2 separate regions of the Macaca mulatta genome follow, and region 2 is linked to region 1. A link is a contact called in public Hi-C data. All regions are on one chromosome and are shown on one strand. Each heading gives the region's core, a stretch centred on a gene start, on an enhancer-like site or on the middle of the called end of the contact. The rest is flanking DNA. Distances are from core to core; before and after follow the strand shown. Region 1 holds the start of EMX2 (empty spiracles homeobox 2). Region 2 holds the start of RAB11FIP2 (RAB11 family interacting protein 2).

What was found. A called contact is a pair of places that touch in the nucleus more often than the background predicts.
Region 2: a contact with region 1 is called in a Hi-C map of fetal cortex germinal zone, with 4 times the contacts expected there. The contact joins the promoter of RAB11FIP2 here to the promoter of EMX2 in region 1. A contact is called at or near these places in 5 of 14 Hi-C or Micro-C datasets (fetal cortex germinal zone, fetal cortical plate, fibroblasts and 2 more).

Annotation. Positions count from the first base shown.
Region 1 is chr9:129,638,735-129,645,186 of T2T-MMU8v2.0, reverse strand. EMX2 (empty spiracles homeobox 2) reads right to left here and starts at 2,437. Exons shown (of 3, transcript NM_001266139.1): 1 at 1,890-2,437. The coding sequence starts at 2,295. It overlaps LOC107000288 (a long non-coding RNA gene), which reads left to right and starts at 3,261. Exons shown (of 5, transcript XR_013398425.1): 1 at 3,261-3,460.
Region 2 is chr9:130,140,153-130,146,604 of T2T-MMU8v2.0, reverse strand. RAB11FIP2 (RAB11 family interacting protein 2) reads left to right here and starts at 3,340. Exons shown (of 5, transcript XM_015148284.3): 1 at 3,340-4,421. The coding sequence starts at 4,069. LOC100423190 (protein CASC2-like) reads right to left here and starts at 3,221. Exons shown (of 5, transcript XM_028826909.2): 1 at 3,122-3,221. The coding sequence starts at 3,177.

The sequences.
Region 1 (6,452 bases), core at 1,188-3,687:
CCCGAGCCGGGCTGGCCAGTCACCGCGCTCAGGGCCTTCGCATAGCTGGCGCCGCTCGACCTGCGGGGGTCGGTGGTCCTCCCAAGGGCTCACGAAGGGAACGCCGGCTCAGCTGCCCGGCCCGCAACGCTGGGTGTCCACCTGTGCGGCACCCAACTAGCCGCTGCCCCGGCGGGACCAGTCCCCCAGGCTCCTGACCTCGGCCGGCTCCGCAGCCGCCCTGGCGCCGCGGGCCTCGCCACCTCCTCGCCTGGCGCTGTGGGCAGGGGAGGGAGCCGCAGAGCCTGGCCGGGGGATTGGCGCCCACAGCCCGAAGAAACGACTTTCTCTCCTTTCTAACCTCTCGGGGAACTTTGACCCAGGGTGGAAAGGCGGCGGGCTGCTCTCCAGAGTTTTCTTGGAGATTTATTTTTAAATTATTTGTTTTGTTGCCCCTCCGGAAAAGTACAGAGGCGGAGCGAGTCGTTGCAGCCCGATCGGGACAGAAATCTCGCCTGCGGGTGCGCCCAGCTACAGCCGCTGCTGCCTCTCGAGAACTGGGCTCCGGGGCTCCCGGCTCCGGAGAACTAGAAGAGAAACGCGAGCGAAGAGATCGAAACCCGGGGGGGGGGGTTACCGAGTTGCAGACACCGCCGGGACAGTCTGAAACGCAGGAAGATCCCAGCGGCTCCGGGTCTGGTGGGGGGACCATGAGCATGACTGATAGAGAATGAGGAAGGGCAACCCTAAACTTTTCGAGCAAAGCCTCAGAGTTTTGGGTTCACTCATTAGGATAGGAAATCGATTCACCGAAAACCCAAACAAAGAAAAACAAACCGACAGCCCAGGCAGGATGCAGGCAAATCTAGTTCGGGAATAAGGGTAAAAGGTTTTTCTTTTTTTTCTTCCTTTGGTTTGATTTTTTTAAATATGGGGAGGGGGGTGACATCTACCCGACTCTAGGCTCCGGCAGGAACGCAATGGGTTAATGAATGGACAAGCCGCGGAGTATTGGAGTATTGATCGGCTGCCGCCGGAGGTAGATTTTTCACCGACTCCGATCGGTAAACTATCCCTTTTTCTGAAGTTTTAACTCTCCTCCTCCCACCCCGTACCCAGAGAAAAACAAGTCAAAAATCTCAATAAATGAAAACACGCGAACAGATATTTCCCTCTAAGACAGTTTCTGACCAGGTTCTTTTTTTTTTTTTTTAAGAAAGAAAAACAAAAACCAGACCGAACCTGCCTTCCCGCTGTGGCTGCTCGGCGCCCCAATTAAGCAGGTCGCGGCGAGAGCGCCGAGCCCTGGAGCTTTCCTCCCGCACGGGTTCCCGCCCCTCCCCAGGCCTCCGAAAAGCAGGAAAGAAAAAACAAATCCCATACTTTTCGCCGGGGGCGCGAGGGTCCTCTCGCCTCCAGAAGAGGGTGGAAGACCAAGAAGTGGTGGGTCTGGACTGAAGGGGCGCAAAGTGAGTGGTGAACAGGGTCGAACGCAGTCGAAAGCAAGCCTGGCGGCCGAGTCCTGTCCGCGCCCCTCGGAGCCAGGACGGTTGGGGGCATTGCCGATGGTACCAGGAGCCTGGGGACCCCGCAGGCTCTGGGCCCCGCGGCGCCGGGCACGCACAGCCTGCTCGGATACAAGCGCACTGGGGGACAACTTCTCCATTCGCACCCCTTCCCAAAGGGTCAAGCAGACCGCAGGCTATCACTTCAAACCGGTCGTAGCTTAGGAGACTGGGGATCCACACCACCACCGGCCCCGCGCCGCCTAGTTTCCCAACAGGGCGCGCTGGCCCGCAAGCCGGAGAAACCTCCGCCCAGGCCTTGCCAAGCGCCCACCCGGAGCAGGCCGGGGGCAGTAAAGGATGCGGCGGGAACGGCGCTCTGCAGTTCCGCGACGTGGCACGTACCTTGGAAGCGATGACCCAGATATCGGTAGCGGTGGATGAGCCAGGGGTAGAAGGTGGACGGATCCCGCTGCTGCGAGGCGAAGAGGGGGTGTGGCGAGTGCGAAGAGGGTAGGGGGTGGGCGGCCAGGGCGTGCGGCGGCGGCACCGGGTGCACTGGCACGGCGGGGTTGGGCGGGTGCGAGACCGCCTCGGCGAACACCAAGTCCGGGTTGGAGTAGACGCCCCTACCGGCGGCGGCGGCTGCGGCCGAGTGGAAGCCGTTGAGGAACGGATTTATGGGGCTGGAGTTAGCGTAGCTGAGTGCCGCGGGACGGATGGGGTCCTCGGAGCGCGAGGCGGGCAGGGGACTGTCCTTGGCCACCAGCGACTCGATGGTGAAGCAGCGCTTGGGCGCCGGCTGGAACATGCTGCGCCGAGGAGCGGGCGCCCTGGGCTCCCAGCTCCCGGCGACCGCCGCACGCTGCCTCCGCCGCCCGCTGCCCGCGGCGAGGACGGACTAGAATTGGGGACTCGTTTGTTTGGGGTGGGGGTGGGGGGAGGAAGGGAAGAAAGAAAGGAAAGGAAAGGAAAAAGGAAAGGAGGGGGGAGGGAGAGGGAGAGGCAAAGCCGAGGATCCAGAGAATCTTGCACCAAACGCGCCCAACCTGAAGAGAAGGGGGAAAATCCTTCCAGAAGAATTTGCAGGCGTGGATTGGGGTAATTTTTTTTTCTTTTTTTTTTCTTTCTTTTTTTTTTTTTTTTTTTTTTTTTTTTTTTTTTTTTTGGCGAGATGGCGTGGGGGGATCGGAGTTAGAGGCAGGGGGGAGAAGGGGGGAAAGTTCTCGGGGGAGGCAAAAAAAAAAGTTTTTTCTCCTCTGCAAAAGGCGGGCAGGGCGCCCTAAGTCCAAGGACAATCCATGGAAGTGTTCGCTTCTTCACAAGTTGTGCAAACGATTTGTTAGTTCATGAGCCTAATTAGTGCGGGGATCACATAAACAGCTTCCTCCGAAGCCTGGTAAATGGCTTGATGATTGGTCGCTATTACTCGCCCTGAGGTGGAAGGGGGGAGACTCTTTAAAGTGCGTCAGAGGGAGGTGAGCGCCTGGGAACCCGGAGGCCTGGATCCCGGCCGAGTGGAACGGAGTCGGCGCCGCCGCCTCGGCCGAGCCTGCCGCAGCCCGCCGGGCCGCCCGACTTCTCCGCGCCTTCGCCCCTCGCTCCCAGCTCACTCGCTCCTGCGGCGCCCGCTGCGGCTTCTCCTCCTCCTTCGCCTCCTCCTCTTCCTCCGGTTTCTTCTTCTCCTCCTCCTCTTCTTCCTCCTCCTCCTCTTCTTCCTCCTCCTCTTTCCCCACCTACTCCCCCTCAGCCACCGCCTCCTCCTCCACCAGCACCACTCCCTCCGGGGCACCCCGGTCCCTGCAGAGTCCCTGGCCGGCGCCGCCTCCGCTGCGGCCCCCTGAATCCGGAGCCTGCTGAGCCCAAGCTGGTAGGACAGACGGACAAACAGATTCCTTTCGCCTAGCGCTCCGGCGCGGCTGCCTTACGCGGCCCTGCGTCGGGGGAACTGGGATCGTCCCAGGAGCACCGCGAGGGTAAGCGGGCGGGGGCTGGTTCCTGGGCTAAAGGCGCTGTTCGGTTATACCAATCCCCACCCTTAGCAAAACTCCCAGCGATTTCCTAGGCCAGGAGGGATCCTGGAGTGGGGGGTGCGGGGTCCTCCCACCCCACCAACCACGCTTAGCCTCGAGGTCCCAGGGTCGGTGCGTTCGCGAGTCTAGACCCGGCTCGTTCGTTTGCGAGTTGAGACCGGGAGCTGCCGACCCCGCTGAAGCAGTGGGCTTCCAACTCGCTCCCGCTCTCGCCCCACGGTCTCCAGCGTTTTCTGTCTGGGAGGGTGCTCACCTCCTTCCCCAAAACAATTCCTTCTGGAATATCTGGGAGCGGTAGTCCGAGGTCAGGGGAGAGCCTGATGTGGTGCTACCGTACTATTATGGTTCCGACGTATTTTTGTTACTGTGGTCAATGTTATTATTATTATGGATGCTATTATTTTATTATTATTATTTCTATTATTATTATGCCATCTGTTGTCCCGGGGAGGGGGGGTTGCTGTGCAAACCCAGTGCAACTAGGGATTATGGATCGTTTCTCCGGTCCCAGGCCGTGTCCGCATTTTCGAGCTCGCCTTCGGTTTTGGGATGATTTTAGGACCGAATTCCCTCGTCCCCATTGGCTCGCGCGGCGGCATAATTATGATCACATCCCCAGGCTGCTGGCGCTGCTCTCTGTTTATTGGTGGTTAAAGATCTATTATCTATTCATCAGCCGCCTCTTTTTTCCTTTTTTTCTTTTTACCATTACATTCTTCTAAAGTGAAGTACCAGCAGGTATTTTGCACGTTTACAATTAATGATTAAAAAAAAAAAGTCTAGCGTCCTTTAAAACTATTACTCTCAGGCCCCTGTCATTTCTCCTAAGAATGCAGAAATGCCTGTGTTTGGTGACTAGGTTGCCGTGAGACCTGGGAGAAGCCAATGGGAATGGGGGGAGAAGAGTGAAGTCCACCGTGAGCCAGGCTGCACTGCCACCAGAAGCATAGTTGAGGGGACAGGTTTCAGGACAAGCTACCTGCTTCCTCCCTTGGTTTCATCTACTGTATATTTATGTTTGTGTCAATTACTCCTTTATTCCAGATAAAATGTTGTGTTGGGGCAGGTGCCCAAAAACCTCTTTTGGGAAACCAGGCAAGAGAGGAGTTGGGAGCAGTGTTTTCCGGGGTCGTCAGGGCACCAGAGAGATTCGTGGGGAACTGGCAGAGATCATCTTTGTTGCCCCCACTCCACACCTTCCCAGGGAACATACATACACATCTTCACACTAGACAGGTGTGCGCCTCAGCTTTGCCCTTACAGTGGGAGACACCTCCTTCTCCCTTAGGCTTCGAAGCTCTGGGCTGGGGTCCTGGCCCAGTATTGTCCCTCTGTCAGTTCCAGGTGACTTTGCTTTCTCCTCCTCCTCTTTTTCCAGGCCCAAAGATTCTGGGCTTTGAATCCAGCCCTTGGGGTGGGGGTGCATTTAAAGATGCACCTCCCTTGGGCCTGGACCACTGTCCCCCAAAATATTGTCTGCAGTTTGGAAATCTCTCTCTCAATTAGGCTGTGGGGTTAGAGGCCTCTCCTCTCCTAGGCCAGCAGGGAGCCTGAAGGCATGGCAGAGTGGGGAGGTCTTTTGGCTGTGCCCAGTCAGCAAGCCCAGGGTGGAGCTAGAGGTCCGCCCTCGGGTTTTTGAGGCTGGAAACAAACACCCAGCTTAGGGAGACTATGGATCCAGAATCCTGGCAAGCAGGAGAGGGCACCTTTCATGCAAGCTTCAGAAGGAGGACTGGAGGGCCAGGCTCTGGCAGTGCCCTCAGGCCAGACCCTCCAAATTCAGCCTGAGACTCAGGGGTTGCAAACTGGAGCCACTGAAAGCTCCACCCTTAGTGATCTTGGGTGGGGGCATAAAAGTCATTGACCTTGAGGGCATGGGGAATCCAGTTTGTCTGGGAGATAGATGGTTTGAGACCCAGATGGTTTGCGATGTGTAAGGGTGATGGGTGCCTTCCCTCTTTTAAAACTTGCAGCCCTGGATGCTAAGGTGCAGTCATTATTCCCTTAACCAGGACAGTGTTGGACTGGAGACGGACCCCTCAGCCTTCTGCCCCAGGCAGGGACATTTGGCTGTAGTAGAGGGTAGAGTGCTACACAGTCCCCACTTTAGTCAGTTGGCATCCTCTGCAGGCCACCTGCCTTTTATAAACTGTCCTTCTGTGGCCAGGTTTACCCCAAGGGCTCTAGCTAGCCAACAGGTAGGCATGGGTAAAGGGGAAGCGGGGTCTGAGGTCTGGTGTCCCCCTTCCTGAAGGCAGCGGGGCATGCTAGTCCCTCTGCTCCAAGTGCTACTAGACCCAAGCTGCTCTCCAGCCCCTTGAAGGAGAAGTGGGTTTCTAGTGAGTCGGGCAGTTCGGAACCCCAGAAGCTGGGTAATCTATGCTAATTCATGCACTTGGCCTGAGGAGCCCGGGAAGGTTCATGGGGTCTAGCCCCGATGTGCAGGGAAATTAACTAGGATAGTAACTCATTAACCAGAGTGGCCAGTGGAGGCGTGCCAGGGCACTGGGCACTGTGGTCTGGACTGGACTCTGAGCTCCTAGATGGCACAGCTGCCCTGCTGCTCCACTTTACTTGTGGATTTAGGCCTTGCAGAATACGACCACCTTTGTTCCTTAGCTGCCCATGGAGTGGGTGTTTGGTTAAGTAGCCCTGCGTGGAGTGGGAGATGTGGGGATTTCTGAGGCTCCAGCTTAGAGCAAGGGGCTTCCTCCCTCTGTCCTATGTGTGCCCCAAGCCACTGCTGCCTCTTAGGCTCTGTAGACTGAGGAATCTACCTTTGCAGGTAGCTGGACTAGCAGACACATTCAAACGTTCTAATTCCGAATCTGTCACTGAATGACCTTGGGCAACATGGAAACCTCCCGACCTCATTTTGTCATATGTAAAAATACAGCCAATGCAGTCGGAGTAGCACTCGACTTGTTTTGGAGGA
Region 2 (6,452 bases), core at 2,091-4,590, 500 kb before region 1:
GAAAAATAATTTTTTTCTCCTGAATTAGATAATTCTTTATTAATATGTTACATAAAAAGGAAATCTGCTTTAGTATATTGACCAAATTCAGTTAGATAATTATAATACAATTTGCTTCTTTGCGTTGTGGCTATGCTATGTAGAATCTTTAAATGTTAGAGGATCCTTTAGTGGCTGCTATAAAAGTCTCATTTTACAAGATGGCCCAAAGAAGAAAAATGACTTCCCTAAAGAAATGTATCTAGTAATAGGCAGACCTGGGATTAAGACCCAGGCTTCAGACTAGAGCTCTTTACAATACATACCACATTACTTCTTGGGCATCACAAACTGCATCTACACACTGCTCAGTCCCAGAAGAGAAACTGATCAGTTCAGCAATGAAAAAAAAAAAAATTACCAAAAATCCCCAAATGCTAGTTCATTGCCGTAATAATTTCAAGTCAATTTGCCAAATACTCTTTCATTTTTCAAACGGTTATGCGGAGATTGATCTATCTCTATCTATCTATCTATCTATCTATCTATCTATCTATCTATCTCCCTCCAATATAACTCTGGGGCTTTGTCATATGTACATGTATATGAATTTTATATACATTTCAGTTGTGTATATATTTGAGGGGTGTGCGTGTGTGTGTGTCTGAAGTCTGAGGACTGTAATGATACCTTGGGAAAGTTTCTTGTTGTCCTTATGTTTCTGAATCTCCATCTGGAAAATAATTAATATCCATTACATAATATATATGGGAGCATTAACATGCTTGACCCAGTGGGCTATTTAAACATGAGAGCATTATAATTGTTCTGCAACAGATTTGCAAGACGTGATTTTAGACATGCCTTTGTCCAAAGGGAAAATCTCCCCCAATGTTTAGAATAAGTCTTCTTATGGGACTGAAAGGAGCAACATGTAGTAAATATTTTCATCTCTGAAATCCTCTACTCCTGGGGAATAAATATTGACTATTTTAACTTTCTGGTCAAAGCATTCTTACTCATTGCTGTAGGCACTGTAACAGTTTAAAATTAGAATGTTCAGCATTTTCCTTCTAAAATACATTATTTTCCCAAGACTCTGATTTTGGAACTGTACCAAACATTTCCGGATATATCATTAGTCATAGGACAATTTTTTAAAAAGTGACTGTCTTCAATTCTGGTATGTTGTCCTTACACATGCAATCCTTTCCTTTTTAAATTGTTGTCCATGTATATCTTAGAATTAGTAAAAATTTTTAAAACTGTAAAGCAATAAACATTTTGGGAGAAGCACTTTGATCCTAGATCTTAGGTAATTGCCATTATTTTTCACTATAAGCCAACCATATCTTCGACTCAACTGTCATGTTTTTATTCTCTTAATATAATCAAAAAAGGAAAACATTCTATAGGAAGTCATTTCCTTTTTATAATGCAATCCCAGATTCTATTTAGCTTATTTGGTTTGTTTATTTGCTTTCCCCAGGGGCAAAAATATGTTATTTTATTATTCTGGCTTAAAAAATATTAAGTCATAACTTCTGATTTCACCAGTAAAACTAAACAATTTTGGCTCTAGCCAGGTGTTGGGAAAACTCAAAAGAAATTTAGGTGCTACAGAAAGAGAGGTTAGTAGTTCCAATTGTTCAGCTCTTGCCTTTAGAGTATTCTCTGAATTGTGCTGGAGTATTGTTATTGCGTTGCTGTGAACTACTGCTGCCAACTTCTACCCTAGAGATGGCTATATTTCAGAGATGAGTGAAATGATACTTGTAAACAAGTTTATAATCATTAATAAAGCTTACCAAACAATTTAAGCTCCTCAGAAATACACATCCACTATTATAATTCATTTTCTATTGTTTATTTAATTACAACCTTTAATAGAGACATGAAGACTTTTAAAAATGTATTGTATAAGAACTCTAAACTTAATTAAATTTGATTTCATGATGCTTATTTGGTTTTTGTAAGTTTCAGGCGTCAAATTATTTCTCCCTAGAGATCCTGGTGAAATTCTACCATTGACTGTTCCAATGGACTGCTTAAAAATCCCTAAGAATATTTTTCTTTAAAGTTGACAACTGTGCACTCTGGGATCCAGATGCTATATTCGCAGTATGATGATTTTGTTCTGTTTTCCACACATGGCCTTTTCATACACTGTCTCCCAGGGATGAAAAATTCTGCCTTGAATGAGAAGTTTTAAACCTTGCTTGAAAATAATAAACACGATACTTTACATGTTTATGGCCATTTAAGTTAAAAAACGTGCATTTACATGTATCATATTTTTTCACTCTCAAAATTAGTCTTGTAAAGGGAAAAAAGGCATTAAGTAATTCAATAAATTGTCTGCTGCATGCTAGCCACTATGAAGGGACTGCATGATAGACAAGGCAGTCCCAAAACTTAGAATTTCCTTGGGAAGGTAAGACACGACAGAATTAAAGGCAATAGGGCTAGTACCTAAGTGTCTCTTCCCATTGAGAAATAGAGGGGCAAAAGGAGATTTATGCGCCGCATTGTGCTAGGAAAGGCACATGTATTATCTCCTAAAACTCGAAACCCATGTTTGGGGCGTGGTCTCCACACGATCTGCACAGTCTACCACAGTGTGAGTCCCCACGGGGGTCCTTTTGACGTCAAGCCCATAGAGTCGTGATGGAGTATTAGACATGATGTAGAACTGGCTTTTTTACTAGTGAAAACACTGAGACTCCGGGAGGTGAAATGACTCGGCCAAGGTCACACACACTGATAGCGGCAGAGGCGCGGCCGGAACCAGGTCTTCTGATGCCAGCCCAGTGCCTCCCTACATCTCTACTCCGTGTTAGTTTTGGAAACTATTTGCTTCCCTATCGCCCTTCGTCTGGGTGGGAGATATCATTTTCAGTCAATTTACGGGCTTTTCGAAAAGAGAAGGGCGGATACGAGGTTGGAGAAAAGTTTGCTTTCGGTCAGTGAAGAGGCCTAATTCGTTCCAACACCATTTATGGACCTGCTCGTGCCAGGCACTGGGAATCCAGGACACAGCGAAAACAGATTCCCTGCCCTCAAAGACGCCCTAGTTAGGGGCGTCTCCGGATCTTTGATGACCTCCTCTCATGAGCGGTCCCCAGCCCTCCCCAGGGCTCACCTGCCGGCCTCTGCCACGTCCCCAGGACCCGCCACTGGGCCAGGCCCAAGCAGCATCAAGTCCCGGGCCTAGAGTCCCCGCCATCGCGCCCGCGTCGCGTGCCTCCAGTCGCCACGGCAACCAGGGAGGCGCTGACCCCTGACCTCGAGGCCCCGCCCCTTCACGTTCCCGAGACCAACATGGAGAAGGCCAACCCGGAAGTGCCGCCGCAGCCGCCCGTCCGGGGTTAGGAGCCGCCGGCCCAGCCAGGCCGAACCCAGCGCCCGCCGCCCTGCAGCCCGCGGCCCGCGGCCCGCCCCGCGTCCCGTCGGCGCCGGGGCGGCCGCGTCCCCCGCCCGCCTCCACTCCACCCCCGGCTTCCCGCCCCCGCCCGAGAGGAGGAGCTGAGGCGAGGGGGAGGAGGAGGAGGGAAAGGTTTGCGAGAGGGAGCGAGGCCGCGTTAGCCGCCGGCGGTTCGTACTACCGGGGTCGGGAGGAGGAGCCGGGCCGGGCCCGTGGACGAACGCCGGGCGGGCGGGAGGCGCGGAGGCAGCGGAGGCTGCGCGGCCGCAAGGAGGCAGGCGGGAGGCCAGGGGTGCAGGATTGGGGAGGGGGGCTCTCTCCACCCCCACAGCCCTCCGCCCAGGTCCCGGTGGCCAGGCCTCACGTGCCCGCAGGCCTGGGGAAGGTGGAGACTGGAGCGGGGGTCCGCGCAGAGGCCTGCACGGCGCGGCCAGGTGATGGTGGGCCTGTGTGTTTCTCCAGAAGAAAGGGGACCCCCGGAGCGGCTGTGCCCCTGGGCTGCCCCTGCGAAGCGTTTTGACATCAGCCATAGGGAAGTCGGGGAGCCCTGAGCCTGCCTGTCTCCGTTAAGTGCCCTTAGGATGCAGTGATTAAGGAATTAGGGTCTCCCTCCGGGAGGGGCACTGCCTGTGCTTGTGAACTCGGATGCAGAGAAACAGGACAGGATGATGCTGTCCGAGCAAGCCCAAAAGTGGTTTCCAACCCACGTGCAGGTCACAGTGCTCCAAGCCAAAGATCTGAAGCCAAAAGGCAAAAGTGGCACCAATGACACATACACTATAATTCAGCTGGGCAAGGAAAAGTACTCCACCTCTGTAGCTGAGAAAACCCTTGAGCCAGTTTGGAAGGAGGAGGCCTCTTTCGAGCTACCTGGATTGCTAATGCAAGGAAATCCAGAGAAATACATTCTTTTCCTTATAGTTATGCACAGGTCCCTGGTGGGTCTGGATAAATTTTTAGGGCAGGTGGCAATCAATCTCAATGACATCTTTGAGGACAAACAAAGAAGGAAAACAGAGTAAGTTATGTAATTTATTTTGAATTTGGGGGAGTTTATGTCTTATTTATGGTTTTTCTGTTCTTGGAAATTATCCGTATACTTCGGGCGTTGGTTTTTGGACTGAAATATGATCCAGTTTTAAGCACCGTATTTGCATGAATCTGAAGTAAAAGTAGCACTCGTGATGAAATATTTTTTAAATGGAATCATTAATGATCCCTTATTCTTTCTGTTTGAGGTAAACATCTGTCAAATAATTGAATATTTTGCGGTGGATTTTAAGTAAGTTAACATTGTTTCAGTATAAGAGGACTGGATCACAGTGTTGACCAACTAGAACTTCATGTAAATTGTTATGGATTTTAAACGTTACAATTATCAATGAAATGGAAGATCAGAAATTAAATCTGGCAATGTAATGTTGATGTGTCACACTTTGTAGCTGTCGAAAGATAAATTACCAGATTTAGAACTCAGTATTTCATTTCAACGTTATAAACACAGCTTTCATTTTAGCTCATTTTTCGAGGTCAGTACGCCTTGATGGGAGTCTATACCTGTTAGAAAAAAAAAAAAAAGTTTTAAAAGTGTGTACAAACATCCTCAACTTCGAATGCACTAACATTTTCCTTTGAATTTGCAATTACATCAGAGTTATTGTATTACTTCAGAATTGGTTTTCCAAAGCTATTGTGTTTAGACCATACTAAATGCTGTAGAATTGGAGGGAATGATAAATTTTTGTGATGAAATGATTTGATGACATCTTCAGTGGCCTTTTCAGTATGACTGTTGAGCTTGAGTTAGATATATTTTAATTTAAAAAATCATAATATAAATTAACACTAGGATATTGTGTCTTAAATTGAAAAAAAAATGCTTTTAGAGGTGGGTATACTCACCCCTTCCATCAACTTAAAAGGACATTATATTAATGAAATTAGTGGGAGAAAAATACTGGTTGAACTTCTAAGAGTACTTTCCATTTCCAAAATAGTGTGGGTGTTTCGTTCAGTTATAACTGAATTTATTTACTGTTTAAAAAACTTTTTTATAATGATATTTTTATTGAAGTTTATGTTAATTCTTTACATTTTAAAACAACTGTCTCTTGTTCTATACATTTCTGCTCTCAGCCTTCTCTTGATTGGAGTTTGTTTCATTTCAAATCAGGTCTTTACCTAATATTTAATATATGTAGAGTAAAAGTGTAGACAGATCAGAAATACTAGGAAGGCAGGAGGAAAAATGGTACTATTTAATTGAGATGAAAATATTTTAGAAGGAGGGAAAAAGTTTTTTTTTTTTTAAGTGTAAAGTTTAATATATATCAATGATTTGAATAATAAAATTATTTGATACCTAAAGAGTGGCATTCAGTTTCCTCTGAGGGATTCTTTATCAAATTGAAAGTGAAAAATGGATAATTACCAAATAATCTGTTTCAAATTGCCAATTTTGGGTGACAGTAAATATTTAACATGTTTTGAATGTAAACTATTAAGTATATTGCACCTTCAAATTCCTCACTTCATTTATGGTACTTTAATATTCATGGATCATGTATTTCAGGCCTTCTCCGAAACATAAATTTTCCTAGTGAAAGTAGGCCCAAATGTGAACCCAAGGAGTCTGAGGATGAAATAACCTTTTACGGTTTCTTCTTGTTTTACTCCTAGTCCTGGGCAACATCACAGTTACAATACATTTGCTGTGAGCAATACTCTTATATTGTGGTCTCTCCTTACAGAAATTCCGTACTGGCTATTGTATAAAATTGATTAGAACTTAGGGGAAAAATGCTTTTAAATGTTATCAACAGGGTTTGTGATGTTTTTGCATTCAAAGTGATTTTCATATGTTATTAAACCCCTAACATTTTATTTGTGGATAAATGGGGACCATGTATTTGATGAGGTATCTTTATTGGTAATATTTCTAGTTTTTTAATATATTTAATAACTTCCTTTTCTAGCACAGCTGTACCTGTGGCCCAGTAAGAGACAGACTTGAGCCACTGGTATATTGCAAGAAAGATATTTAATATTC